2 separate regions of the Mus musculus genome follow, and region 1 is linked to region 2. A link is a contact called in public Micro-C data. All regions are on one chromosome and are shown on one strand. Each heading gives the region's core, a stretch centred on a gene start, on an enhancer-like site or on the middle of the called end of the contact. The rest is flanking DNA. Distances are from core to core; before and after follow the strand shown. Region 1 holds the start of Golm1 (golgi membrane protein 1). Region 2 overlaps Golm1 (golgi membrane protein 1).

Evidence for each region. Hi-C and Micro-C count contacts between places; a contact is called where the count stands out from the background.
Region 1: a contact with region 2 is called in a Micro-C map of the G1E-ER4 cell line, with 2.5 times the contacts expected there. The contact joins the promoter of Golm1 here to the enhancer-like site in region 2. A contact is called at or near these places in 2 of 39 promoter capture datasets (the C10 cell line and stem cell-derived epiblast-like cells), 1 of 15 datasets of contacts at CTCF or cohesin (the G1E-ER4 cell line), 22 of 484 Hi-C or Micro-C datasets (the G1E-ER4 cell line, Sertoli cells, brain and 9 more), 6 of 115 datasets of contacts at active chromatin or transcription factors (embryonic fibroblasts, embryonic stem cells, neural progenitor cells and 1 more) and 3 of 9 other capture datasets (adipose tissue, liver and pancreatic islet).

What each region holds. Positions count from the first base shown.
Region 1 is chr13:59,674,369-59,678,452 of GRCm38.p6, forward strand. Golm1 (golgi membrane protein 1) reads right to left here and starts at 1,416. Exons shown (of 10, transcript NM_001035122.2): 1 at 1,359-1,416.
Region 2 is chr13:59,637,964-59,642,105 of GRCm38.p6, forward strand. Golm1 (golgi membrane protein 1) reads right to left here. Exons shown (of 10, transcript NM_001035122.2): 8 at 2,157-2,378; 9 at 342-449. Among named protein-coding and RNA genes, the nearest start is that of Golm1, 36 kb to the right of the region's middle. Within about 2 kb of position 2,283, at least 8 of the 459 cell types and tissues checked have an H3K27ac peak or open chromatin away from gene starts, as enhancers often do. A contact at or near this core is called in the G1E-ER4 cell line, cerebellar granule neurons and cerebellum, where this site is marked.

The sequences.
Region 1 (4,084 bases), core at 166-2,665, 36 kb after region 2:
GGCAGGCCCTCCCTGCTGGAAGTGGCGGGGAAACACAAAGAGCTCACTGCTCTTTGTGCCCTAACCCTGAAAGCAAACAAATGCGAATCCTTCCCAACCCCCACCAGTAACTAGGCTTGTCACCAGTAATTAAAAAGCAGATGGATTTCAAGGTTTAACAGCCAAAAAAAAAAAAGTCACAGTGTATCATACCCCAACCCTCCACCTGCCCCCACTCCCACCCCAGGATCCCATGCAAACAACATTTCTTTCATTTTATATTGTACAAAACTCATTCATTTCAATGTGTAAAATTGTACAAATGTGCAAAAAAAATGTGCAGAATGTAATAATTGTTCCTTAAGAGACAGAACTGGTGCCTAAAACCCCAACATATTTTCTTAACATTTCCTAAGAATTCCATTTACTGTCCAGTAACACTTTCAGGAGCGTGTGCCTGACGAGTCTTCACACTGACTACGGTTTTCTCTTTGCAAAGGAAAAGGACTCTTGCCAGTAGCTGGGACTTGGTTGAATGCTTCTCTAAGATGACTAACGATAGCTGGGACGCCCAGTGACAAGGCTTGTGGCTTCCCAGGCCTCCAGCCCTCACCTTCGGAAATACAACTAACTGTCCAAGCGACCCAAGAGATGGCCATTCATACACGCTCAGCCATTGCACTGCGCTAAGCGGCTCAGCAAACTGGTGTGCACGTCACTCCACTCCCGCTCCTGAAGAACGAATGTTCCTAGGTATGTGAAAAAAAAAATGTAAGGCCCTGAGACCCCCTAACCAGACAAAGAAAGCCTCAAGTCTTGAAAGTCAAAACAGAAAAAAAGTTATTAGCACACGTTGAGATGATAGCGGAAAACGGCTAGCCCACACACAGACTTTCCCGACCTCACTATTCGTAAATTGCTAGGAAGAACTCCTCAAAACTGGGACTGTTTCCCGATCTTGTTTTACATTCTTAAAGTAACCTCTAACGGTTTTAAATACAGTGCAGAAAAGAGTATCAAAATCCCAGCGACTGCTCCCAGAACAGAGCAAAAGTTGTTAGGGTGTTCCACCCAGGCAAGAAGCATCCTAGAAAGCCGGCTGCAGCTGCCGGTGGCTGGCGACCGACCCTGCACCCGGGGGACTCAGGGGCCACTTTGCAGGGTCTGCCGGGGCGGGACGAGGGCAGGAGGAGGAGAAAAGAAAGGGAGGAGAGGACGAGAGGGAAGACAGTCGGAGGAGAGGGAAAGAGAGATGACGAGGAAGGGAGGGACGGAGAAGCGGGGGAGGCGAGGGGAGGAGGCGGCGGCCGAGAAGAGAAGCGAGGAGCGGGAGCAGAGGCGCGGGCGGTGGCCGCGCTGCATCCCACGGGAGAGCTCACCTGCGGGGCAGCGAGGCGCTCCGTCCGCTCGTCCGCGCGGTCTCTGCCGAGGACGTCTCAGGCGAGCGGGCGGGCGGGCACTTCCGGCGGAGCCGCAGCCCTGGCCCCGGCCCCTCGGCGCCGCCCTCCTCCTCCAGCTCTCCGCCCCGCAGTCTTCCCTGTCCGCCACACTGCCAATGGTGACCCCTGAGGTTACTTGCGGAGAAGCAGGATTTTGTCTTTCCGGACAGCTCTCTCTATAAAACCCAGGCAGGTCTGGAGCTCGCTGTATGGAACAGGCTGGTCTCGAACTCACGGAGCCTTTCCGACCTCTGCCTCCGAATTCTTAACTCTGACGATATTTACCAATCATTGGTTATTGCCATGCACGGTCCTAAATTCTGACCCTGAACACTGGTGTCAATCACACGTTTTAAGCCTCCCCGCCCCCCCCCCCTTTTTTTCTTTCTCACTCCGGCCCCCACTTGCTCAGGCCCTTCTAAGTCTCCCTTTCTTAATGCATGGCTAGGGTTGTAGAAGAATCTCTCTTTCAAGGCGTCCCAATTTTCCTCTCTAGGTAAGGAAACCTGTTCTACCCTGAGCATTTCTTGAATAAACAATAAACACTTGAGCAGTGACTGGAATCATGCATGTAATCCCAACGCTGAGATGGAAAATGTTCTCTATTTTGTTTTCCCAAGAGACAACTTGTGGTTGTTTGGCTTAGAATGCCCCACCCCCACCCCATTACCTGATACATTTGAACGTCTGCTTCCTGGTTAATGAACTGCTTAAGAAGGACTAGGAGGCGTGGCCTTGTTGGGGTAGGTGTGTGTGTGTGTGTGTGTGTGTGTGTGTGTGTGTGTGTGTCACTGGGAGCGGGCTTTGAGGTTTCACAAACCCAAGCCAAGCCAGGTCTAGTCTCCCCAGCCTTCTGGCTTGTGGTTGTGGATAAGATGTAAGATCTACAGCTCCAACAAATGCCTGCCTACTGACACGGTCCCCACCATGATGGTCATGAACTGACTCTCTGAAACTAATGAGCCCCCAATTACATCCTTTCTTCTATAAGTTGCCTTGGTCATGGTATCTCCTCACAACAAAAGATCGGTGACAGTGGGGCATGGTGGCACACGCCTTTAATCCCAGCACTTGGGAGGCAGAGACAGGCAGATTTCTGAGTTCGAGGCCAGTCTGGTCTACAGAGTGAGTTCCAAGACAGCCAGGGCTATACAGAGAAACCCTGCCTCGAGAAAAAAAAAAAAAAAAAAAAAAAAAGATCGGTGACTAAGACAAGCTTTTCTAGACAGGACTCTCAGAGCAGAGGGAAGTTGTTAAGGACACTCCTACCCAGTGGTTTATAATTAGAAAACACCCAGACCTGCACCGGTGGAGGAAGTGCCTGAAACCTTGAGGTTATTAATCCAGAATCAGCTTCCCAGAGTGTTCTCCTGAGGGGTTCTTGGCCACGAAACCATATGGATAAATATCAGTGCTGTTGACTGCATGCCAGAACCAAACTTTAAGACCCTGTTATAGAGCACTGCACAGTATGGTTACGGGACATGGAGAAATCGAATGGAAGTCCCCCAAGTGGTTTTTGTACTGCTAGAAGGCACAATGAAGGCTGCCGAAGGAGGATTGTCACCTCGGGGTAGGCTGGGGACTCTGTGTGCCATGCCATCAGTATTTCAGGCAAGACCTCGTCCAATAGTGCACAAATTGTCCTGGGTGCCTCCAGCAACTTTCCCACTGGCTAGAAGTTACAAGAAGGAGTCTGGTGCTTCATTTTCAAAGCTGCCTTGAGGCAGCTTAAGTCCAGAGACAATTGAACAGAAAATAGATCCCTGCTAAGCTTGCAATGCCATACCTCTGAAAGGTTTATTTATTTTGAAAAGATCTAAGTACACTGTAGCTGTCTTCAGACAGCACCAGAAGAGGGCATCAGATCTCATTACGAATGTTGTGAGCCACCATGTGGTTGCTGGGAATTGAACTCAGGACCTTTGGAAGGGCAGTCAGTGCTCTTAACCACTGAGCTAGCTCTCCAGCCCCTCTGAAAGGTTTAAAATGGGGTGAAAGGGACTGTTGAGATAGCTCGGTGGTTAAGAGAGCACTAACTGCTCTTCCAGAGGTCCTGAGTTCAATTCCCAGCAACCACATGGTGGCTCACAACCATCTGTAATGGGATCTGATGCCTGTTCTGGTTGTGTCTGAAGACAGCGACAGTGTACTCATATACATAAAATAAATAAATGAGTAAATCTTAAATAAAATAAAATAAAATGGGGTGGAAGGGTAGAGATGAATCCCTGTGGGGTTTGTTGAGTAAAAGACACAGGATAGGAAACCAGGATGATCTGTAAGATTGTGCCTTTATTATTATTCACAGAGCAGGGTGCCTTGCTTGTTAGTTTGTAAGGTAGTTCTGCACTCAATCAGTGGGCCTGCCACTCAAGGCTGACTTCCAACTGCAAATCAGCAAAATAAACTGCTTGGATTTCAATTATCTTCATATCCACACTCTTTTTTTTAAAGACTTATTTATTATTATACATAAGTACACTGTAGCTGTCTTCAGATGCACCAGAAGAGAGAGTCAGATCTCATTACGGATGGTTGTGAGTCACCATGTGGTTGCTAGGATTTGAACTCAGGACCTTCGGAAGAGCAGTCAGTGCTCTTAACCACTGAGCCATCTCTCCAGCCCCATCTCCACACTCTTATGATGAAGTGAGAATCATTGT
Region 2 (4,142 bases), core at 1,033-3,532:
TAGCACGGTACTGCTGATGTGTGCTCGGAGTCAGAACAGAAAGGCGCTTTGTCACAGATCCTGCGTGAGCGTCTCTAGAAGGCTCACAGCAGACAACTAGTTCAGAGGCATCTAATGATTGGACTAACACCTAGTGTGGAACGACTAGAGTGCCCTGGGCATCTTGTTGGGAAAGCCCTGAATCACTAAAAGCAAGCCTGTGATTTCTGGGACACCTTTGCTCTAACCCTGCTCACCACTACCCCACTTTGCAGGTCTTCTAAAGAACACAGTTTCCCTGAACAGACAACTACTTACAGTGTTACAGGAAGGTGACTACTCCCACACCACCCTGTTCTTACCATTTATATTTCTGTCATTCCCTGCAAGGGCTGCCTGCTTCTCCCTCTCAGATTCTGCTTCGTTTTCATCCATGTCGTATTCATCTCCTGGGTTCTTCTGGCCTCCCCCTATGAAACCAGCACACCAGACAGACAGAGCATCATTTTATTCCTGATGTCACTGGAACGCCAGCACCAATACACACTGTCACCCAACCTGTACCTCAGAAAGTAGCCTGACTGATGGCGCTCACACCCAATACAAATGCCATGGCGAGTACCCAGAAAGGCATCGCTTCAACACTGAGGCTATAAAAGTCAGCTCTGTGCAACGCTATAGGTGGAACAACAATGTGAACTAACCAGTAACCCCCCAGAGCTCCTGTCTCTAGCTGCATATGTCGCAGAAGATGGCCTAGTCGGCCATCATTGGGAAGAGAGTCCCCTTGGTCTTGCAAATTTTATATGCCCCAGTCCAGGGGAACGCCAGGGCCAAGAGGTCTGAGTGGGTGGGTAGGGGAGCAGGGCAGGGGAGGGTATAGGGGACTTTCGGGATAGCATTTGAAATGTAAATGAAGAAAATACCTAATAATAAATTGGAAAAAGGAAAAAAAAAGTCAGCTCTGTTGACTGAACCCTGGCACACAAAAGCTGCAGGCTTTATTCCTCACACACACACACACACACAAACACACACACACAAAATCCAAAATAAGCCATGATTCAGTCTGAAAATGACGAAACTAAATGCCTTTTTGAAAAGGAAAATCAACAAAATTAAGGAAAAGCACCACTGTTTAAGGAACTAGGCTAGTGGTGGGGGATGGCAAGCAATGGCTTCTCAATGACTCCAGTGGAGAGAAGGGGGTAACTACTGCACCTCCATGTCATGTACAGAATTAGGCTGGTCACAACCATGTTCTGCTCTGCAGAAAGAGCAACCAGGAAAGATCACAGAATGAAGACGAGACCACAGGTTTCTCCCGAACATCTAAAGTGTGTGTCATATGAGGAGGCCTGGAACATCTGCCCTGCTTCAACCGTGATGTGGAAGCAGCACAGAGCGCTCTGTCTATTTATAATCTAGGTGAGGTTACTAGTGCATGTGGAAGCAGGCACCCCACATAGGCCTGGTAGCCCGTGTCTACATTTAGCCGTGACACTTCATGTCCGTAGTCAGACACTTGAGTGCCACCAGAGTGGGGTTCCTCCCTTCCCTCAGAAGCATCTTTTTGCTGTAGGTGTGGAGCAGGGTTCTAAGCAGTGACACTCAGTGGGAGGCTGATAAAATGCACCCTTATCTAAAACAACAGACGACACTGTTCCAAGAAAGGCTGAAAGAATTAGACACATTTCCTCAATTCTGTTATTGGATCCAGCTGGGAGCACGGGGGCCATTGGTGCTCCTAGCTCCAAGGCTTGGAAAGTCCCCATATCCTTAAGGCAGCAGAATACACTCAAGATACTTAGCTGAACCAAGCTCCTACTCTTTCTAAAGAAGAGGGAAAGGAAGGCGGAATTCAACGAGACACTGTTCCTCAGATGCAGTAACATCCTTTGTCACGTCTTCCTTCAGTACTTCCAAGACATAAGCACAGAAGCAGGTGGAAACAGGTGACTGCCCACCCGGCCGCCTGCCCAGCCGCCTGCCCGCCTGCCAGGAAGCAACATTTAACCAGCTAAGCTTCCATCTCAGCATGCCACACACCCTGGAAGTCCCTTTAATATTGTTCTCTTGATAACGAACAAATAAACATACAAAGGAGTGAACAAGGCCACTTGGTAAAATTGAAGACCTGCTGACAAGCAGGAGCTTAGGGACCCAGAGGCACCCACCTTCCTCTGATGCACGCTGCTGCTCCTGCCTATCCCGGATGACAAGCTGCTCCCGCTCAGGGTACTGAGAGTCCTCCTCAGGCCTGGCCAACAGGCCAGCTGGTAGCTGTGTGTGCTGATCGAGTTTCTCAGCTCCTACCCGAGTGCCATCCGCCACCGCCTGCCCTTGGATGGATGCCTGTTGGTGCTCCTCACCGACAGCCTGAATCTCATTGGTTTCCTCTGCACATAGAACATAGGTGTGATTGCAAGAGCATTCTTTGTTTGGGGGTCTTGGGTGTGTGTGTGTCCGTGTTATTGTTTTGTTTCATTTTTATAATTTTTTTTTCATGATGGGGTTTCTCTGTGCATCTCTCTGGTGGCTGTCCAGGAACTTGCTTTGTACACCAGACCGGCCTTGAACTCAAAGATTCTCCTGCTTCTGCCTCCACAGTGAGTGCTGGGATTAAAAGTGTGCACCACCATGCCTGGCTGCAGGACCATTTTAACTAAAACAAAAATAAAAGGACTGAGCGTGGAATACACACCCATCATCCTGTCACTTAGGTAGATCAGTTCACGAGGCAGGAAGATCAGTTCAAAGGCCAACTTTGGCTACATGGTCAGTTTGAGGCCAGCCTGGGAGACTGCCTTAGGCAAAACCGAAGAAAAAAATAGTAACATTAACTGCAAGAAATGCCTGCAGGATACCTGGGATCTCAAGATTTAGGGGATGAAGGCAGCAAAGTCAATTCAAGGCCTTAGCTGCACAGTGAGTTCCGAGGTCAACCAGGCTACACGAGAGCTTATCTCAAAAAGCAAAACAAAAAAGTGTCAGCCCTGGATTCCTGACATCGCCAGAAAGAGTGGCTTCAGAACAGCTTGGAACTTGTGTTTTGATCTCCACTACAGATCAGGGGCTTTGGGGCTGCAGGTCATCTTCAGATTAAACAACAGGGAAGTGCCCGGTGTGGTGGTGAATGCCTTTAATCCTAGCACTCAGCAGAGACAGGTAGATTTCAGTGAGTTTGAAGCCAGCTTGGTTTACATACAGAGTTTCAGGATAGCTAGAGCTACATTATAGAGAGATCCTTGTCTCAAGACTAAACAAAACCCAACAAACAAAAACATCAGAAAATAACATGGATTTGTATATCCCCAGACCCCCAGGGCAGTGCTAGGCTCTCAGTCATTTCAAGCCGTGGGAGTCCAAGGGACACCAGCCACCTAGGACTCCGTCTCTGCCCTTCAGTCTCACGATGTCCCTGCTACTCTAGATTAAGGCAACTTCTGTACCTGTACTTATATAGCTGACAAGAACAAGCTGTTAGTTAGACAGAGTAGAAGCCTGTAGCCCCTATTCCAGAGCCCCAAGAGAAAGTATACCAGCCCACCCCTTTTTTGAGAGCACAATGGCTGTGTTCCAGAGATAACCAAGGTTGTACCTCATACTACAGTGGGACTTGGTAATGAGTAAGAGTCACCCAGGTGGTACTGGTTTTAAAGGCATGAAGGGGTCATGCAGAGCAGCTGAGGCTCAGCACTGTGAGAGGCCATGGAAGGCCATTGGTGAAGGTGCAGCCTCAGTTGCAATTGATGGCCCAGGACTGAAGGAGTCATGCAAAGGATTTGAGGCTTAGCACCATGAAGAGAACCTATGGGAGGCTATTGTTAAAGCCAAGTTACAGTGGAACACAGCAGCGTTTTGGAGATGCCAGTACCATGAGATGACCACTAAGAACAGCAGCAGCAGTGGAGTACAGGCAGCTGGAGCCTAGAAGACAAGGTGTGTGCTACAAAGGGCATGGCTGGAGAAGTGACCCAAGCCCTTGGAGGAGCCCAGAAGATCGTGAGTTGGATCCCAGACATTGGACAGTTGGAGTTTAATTTTTGCTTTTGATTGTGACTGTGCCCTGATATTTTTCCCTCTTGAAGGAAGAAAATATTTTAGGGGATCCCACAGATAAGAGACTTTTAATTGTAAAAAGACTTTGGATTTTAAAAGAT